Regions from separate parts of the Sus scrofa genome. Here region 2 is linked to region 1. A link is a contact called in public Hi-C data. All regions are on one chromosome and are shown on one strand. Each heading gives the region's core, a stretch centred on a gene start, on an enhancer-like site or on the middle of the called end of the contact. The rest is flanking DNA. Distances are from core to core; before and after follow the strand shown. Region 1 overlaps CRIM1 (cysteine-rich motor neuron 1 protein). Region 2 holds the start of CRIM1 (cysteine-rich motor neuron 1 protein).

What was found. A called contact is a pair of places that touch in the nucleus more often than the background predicts.
Region 2: a Hi-C map of omental adipose tissue shows a contact between it and region 1, with 1.9 times the contacts expected there. The contact joins the promoter of CRIM1 here to the enhancer-like site in region 1. A contact is called at or near these places in 2 of 5 promoter capture datasets (fetal skeletal muscle and liver), 14 of 47 Hi-C or Micro-C datasets (alveolar macrophages, embryonic fibroblasts, fetal heart ventricle and 8 more) and 1 of 2 datasets of contacts at active chromatin or transcription factors (skeletal muscle).

What each region holds. Positions count from the first base shown.
Region 1 is chr3:103,710,121-103,712,820 of Sscrofa11.1, reverse strand. The region is part of intron 4 of CRIM1 (cysteine-rich motor neuron 1 protein); the gene reads left to right. Among named protein-coding and RNA genes, the nearest start is that of CRIM1, 100 kb to the left of the region's middle. Within about 2 kb of position 1,315, at least 6 of the 83 cell types and tissues checked have an H3K27ac peak or open chromatin away from gene starts, as enhancers often do. A contact at or near this core is called in omental adipose tissue, where this site is marked.
Region 2 is chr3:103,814,115-103,816,814 of Sscrofa11.1, reverse strand. It overlaps CRIM1 (cysteine-rich motor neuron 1 protein), which reads left to right and starts at 1,359. Exons shown (of 16, transcript XM_021087639.1): 1 at 1,359-1,770. The coding sequence starts at 1,458.

The sequences.
Region 1 (2,700 bases), core at 66-2,565:
TGAAGCTCCATCCCTGTAGGAAATGGGCAGGAGACAACGCGACAGAGAGGGAGGGCTTGCGTGAGAGAGGAAAGCAGTGGCACGGGGCTAGCCTGTGGTCAGCTTGGAGAACATCAGCCTTCCTTCCAGCCCAGGTGAAGCGTCTGTGAGAGATTCATGGTTTCAGTGTAAGGAAATCGCATTTTCTGGAGAGCCAGGTAAGGGTTAGAACAGATCTGAGCAGCAACCCCTGGGATGATGAGCAGGCAGACGCTGGGCGCTGAGCGAGGAAAGGGTGGGCGTGGCAGGATGGGTCCCTGGGAAGCAGAGTGGTTCTCTGTGGGATGTGCATTCCTTTCAGGACAGGAGACCAGAGGGCCCTGCACTTTGCCCTGATGACCAGGATGAGAGGCCTGGGAGCTCACAGGGATCCAATAGATGCATGCTCACAGTCAGCTGTTTCAGCGCCCACTCGGGCCACAGGCGGCCTGCATGAGCATTAGGAGGATTTGTCCAGATTTTAAAATAGGTTCAGTCCTGATGTCGTTGGTGTTTGTTTTTCACGTACTCCCGGGAAGAGACAAAATAGCCTATGTCCCATTGTGTGCTGGCTTGTGATGGTATAAACCCGACACCTCCCTAAACTGTACTTCCTACACGGAGGGCCTGGACCCCTGTTACCCAGCCCCACCCAGCTGAGTACCTGCTGCACACACACACTCAGCAGAGGGTTATGGGATCACTGCCTGGGGACCACAGGCCAACGCCATGGTTCCAAAGCATCCTGAAATGTGTTGCTGGTATTGCTCTGTTAAAACATACTCTCCCCACCAGACCCTCTCCTCCTCCTTCCTGTGCCCAGTGCTGCTGCCCCCCACCCCGCCGCCCCCACTGCTGTCCTGCCTTTCCTGCCCAGTCTCCATGGGACACTCGCTCCTGTTCTCTACACCATCCTGCCCACCATGGAACAGGTGCCAGTGTCTTCCCCCCAGACCTGGGGAAGTGAAGGCACAGAGCTTCCTGTCCTGGGATGGGGTTGGTATCAGGTTAGGGCTCAATGAGAGCCTGTCGGATCCAGTTCTCCATTGACAGGGCAGGGCCCTGGGGTACCTTTCACCTATGTTCTGTGCCCTGGTTTCCCTGCTTCCAGGAGGGAGTCTTGGGGACATCACCAGCTCACTGCTCTAAGCAGCCGAGTGGGGGAGATACCCTGCATCAAGTGCCCTGGCCTCCTGACCTCACCTGCTCACTGTAGGGCATCCTTTGGAAGGTCATCTGTAGATCTTGTGGGAGCCCAGAGCTCCTCTGGTCCTGTGATTTACACCACCTTTCTCTCAAACTGTGCACCTAAAGATACGTTTCCTGAGCCACAGGCCAGCCTTGAGGCTCCAGCCGTAATCATCCGGCCCTTGAGAAAGCTGGGCGGAGCGGAGCAGTAAGGACTGCGTCATTAAGGGCTTACAGTGGCCTTTATGAGTTTTACTGATACCGAGTAGTCGAAAGGGCAGAGGAACCTTCTCCCTCCCCACCCTCTGTTGATTCTGTCCCTGTACTGAAGCGTATCCTTTAGCGGCTCCCCTCAAAAGGCAAAGCATGACCGCCACCAAAAACAAAGTGATTTTACTGTTGCCTCTGAAAAGAAAGTGGAAAAGTGCAAGTTTCTGGCTTTCTGGGTGAAAAGAGGTGTTGAGAGGCTTCTGGAAGGGTGCCTGTGATCCTCAGAGCTTGGCCGGGTGCTTGCTGCTGCAGCTAAGGTGTGTTTGACCACTGGGTGGTGGAAATGCAAGAGGTTATTGAATAGCGAGCTTGAGAAAGGTGAAGGATGGAAGGTTTGTATCTTGGTGAGTAGAAAATCTTAGGGCAAGGTGGGAAAAACATGGTCATCCTGAGAAGCTTCCATAGGCAGGAGAGCAGTTTTCCATCAGGATAGTTGGACCCTCAGGTGGGAAGCCATTTCTTTTTGGATGTTTTATTTGCAGTCTTTTTTATTTTTCCTCGAATGTATACATTCCTAGAAAGAGATCAGAAATTTAATCAGTAGAAAGATAGTACATCAGATTTAATTAAAATTGAAACTACTTTTTATAGAATAGAATATGTTTTATGTGTCATTATAACTTCCACTGCTGACAGTTATTTCATTATTACACTGTGGAACCCTAGTAGTACACATGCTTTGCCCTTTTAATTAGTTCCACATTTATTCCGGCTTCCCGTCTAGAGGGAGCACTCCCTCCCACCTCAGTCTAGTAGTTTTTGATTTACCGACAGTGATTCTCCCCTTTTGAAGGGCTCAGTGCTCAGGTTGGATGTGGAATAAATCCAGGGAGACATGTTTGCAGGGGCCTCACTGCATTGTTTTCCCTCCAAGTTAGGGCTGGGGATAAAGATCTGCCCGGGGAAGGTGAGGAGCCTGATATTTTGCTGCTTTGGTGCATCGTGGCGGGTGTGGCAAAGAGGGCTCCTCTCCCCGAGTGTATCTTCTGACACCCTATAATTTAGCATCCTTTATAGTTTCTCCGGTCGTTCTGGTGAAACAAACCATTGATTCTTCAACTTAGTTATGAAGATCTGCCTGGTGATATGGAGATGCTAGTGTTGGGTATATTATTTCTTCTACATTCACCTACAAAAGAAAAGGAGAGAGACAAGGCTCGCCTTGAGCTGGCCCTGAAGGTTGAGGTGCTTGGTGAGGAGGAGGCGAGTGTGGGAGGGCGGGGA
Region 2 (2,700 bases), core at 110-2,609, 100 kb before region 1:
ACATTAATGATGCATAAAATACGCAGGTCCAATCATGTCAAGACTTGTCGTAATCCAGTGTTCAGCCTTACTCAAGGGAGAAAAATTCACCTCCACTTTCCACTCGCCCCCTCCGATAATGTAGTACCTCGGCACAGACGGCAGAGCGACGAAACAGACAAGATGTAGGCAGTTAAAATGCAACTCAAGCTACGGAGGCCCCCAACAGTCGTCCCCCCGCCCCGGAATATTTACCTAGACGATTTAAAGCACTTAATTAATTCACCAGCAGCTTCGCTGGAGGCGTCTCGAGCTTCCCGAGACTCCATTACATAAGATCTTTTACAAAGTCTATTCCCAGCTCCAGTGGAAGATGGATTCTCGTCCAGTTTTGCGGAGGTTCCATGCATTTGCTTCCCTTTCCCGGGGTTCGATCCGGCGGGTACTCCAGCCAAGGGCTGCAGCAATTCTCCCCCACCCCGCCCCGAGCTCCGGGGTCCCCAGCCATTCTCGGAACTCAAAGCCGGCACCGGAGGTGCAGCCGTCTCGCCCTCAGGACTCCCAGGCCAGCCACGGTGGACCTGGGGCCGGCGGGCGCTCGGGACGCCGCGACTCTGGTAGCTCGCCGGATGCGCCTCGCTCCCCGAGCCGCAGCGAGCGGGCGACGCCAGAACGGGCGAGGCGCGCGAAGACCCCGCTGCAGGGCCGGCTCGGTGCGCCGGGCTCCGGAGGCACAGGAGGAGCGTGGGGGGGGTGGGGGGAGGCGTGCGAGGGAGGAAGGGCCCGGCCGCCGGGTAGGGAGGGCGGAGGAGGGGGAGGGAGCCGGCCGGGCCGGGAGGGGTGGGGGGCAGCCAATGAGCGGCGCGCGGCGCGGGCTGGGGGATGAGGTAGGATGGGGGAGGGCGCAGCCGGAGCGGCAGAGGCTCGAGCCATAAACAAGCGCCCGGAGGAGCGGCGCAGGAGTGAGGCGAACCAGGCGCGCGGAGCGGACGCCGCGGACCTTCTGCTGCGCCACCGCGCCCACTCGGCTGCTCGGGAGGCGGGGACCGGCCCGGAGGCTGCGCCGCCACCGCAACCGCCACTGCCGCGGGGCCGGCCGACGCGGAGGAGGAGAGGGAGGAGGCGCCGCCAGCCGGAGCTGGAGCCGGGCGCAGCCGCTGCCGCCGCCGCCAGAAGTTTGGGTTGAACCGGAGCTGCCGGGAGGAAACTTTTTTTCTTTTTTCCCCCTCCCTCCCGGGAGGAGGAGGAAGAGGGGAGGCCCCCGCTGGCGCCAACGCTAGTGGGCTCGGGGTCGGCGCGGCCCGCAGAGGGGGCGGGGGCCTCGCCCCGCCAGGGGAGGCGCGCCCCGGGGGCCCCGAGGGGGGCGGCGAGGACCGCGGGCTGCGGGTGCGGCGGCGGCGGCGCGTGTGCCCCGCACAGGGGAGGGCGCCCGCCCCGCTCCCGGCCCGACTGCGAGGAGGAGGCGGCGGCGCAGGAGGATGTACTTGGTGGCGGGGGGCAGGGGGCTGGCCGGCTCGCTGCTGGGGCTCTTGCTGCTGCTGGCGCGCTCTGGCACCCGGGCGCTGGTCTGCCTGCCCTGCGACGAGTCCAAGTGCGAAGAGCCCAGGAGCTGCCCCGGGAGCATCGTGCAGGGCGTCTGCGGCTGCTGCTACATGTGCGCCCGCCAGAGGAACGAGAGCTGCGGCGGCGCCTACGGGCTCCACGGAGCCTGCGACCGGGGGCTGCGCTGTGTCATCCGCCCCCCGCTCAATGGCGACTCCATCACCGAGTACGAAGTGGGCGTCTGCGAAGGTACGGCCGCCCGCCGCGTGCCCCCTCCCACCTGGCCCGCGCCGCCCCCTCTGCGCTGGCTGCGCGGAACAAAGTTTGGCTGAGACTTTCCCGAGGAGAGAGGGCTCCGCGGGAGGAGGGATGCCCCCGCCCCCGGCAGAGAGCCCCGCGTCCCTGGGTTCCCGCTCGCTGTTCCCCCTGATGCCTGGCAGGCCGCGGTTGAGGTTGGATTTCGTGGGTGGAGGCTAGAGAGAGGGGAGTCGCCCCCGGCCGCGTACAGAAGCTCACACGTGTGGCCTATCGGGCTGCGGCTGGGTGGGGTGTCCCGGCTGTGCTCCCCGACGTGGGGGCGCCACGGGCAGGGGGCACTGCAGAGGCTGTCGCGAGCCCCTCGGGGAGTCCAGCCCCTGCCGCCCTCCCCGCACTAGCGCAGTGTGGAACCAAGTGCTTCACCGTGTCCGCAAAAGTCCATTTTCTGCTGGCGGAGACGTGTCTCCAGCTCACACTCCCTGTGTGACTCTTTTATTATTTTTTCCTTGCTCTTTTCCGTCACCCCCTTCCTCCTCCTGCGCATATAAATCAATTTCAGCTCCGGAATATGTCAGCCCAAGGGAAGTTACATACGGTGGTTACTCATTTATTTGCCTATTGAAAATGGTCAGAGGCTTTCTCTCCTGAATGAAGGGGCGGAGAGCGGGGGGCTTGGACCTAGGGGTGAAAAGTTGTTTCTATTAGAGGCTGCTTTTTAAGATCAGATATCCACGTGTTTCTAATCGTGTTGCCAGTTACTTCTATTTGTGTGTTTAATGGCGAGGATTGTTCTGCTGGTTTTTCCACTAAGTATTGTGCACCGCGGTGTCTGATGGAGGGAGAGTGATTAGATTCGTGGAGCCTTCCTCCGTGGGAGAAGCACTGTTGGGGGTGTAAACCTTAAGCCCTGGCCACCAGCCT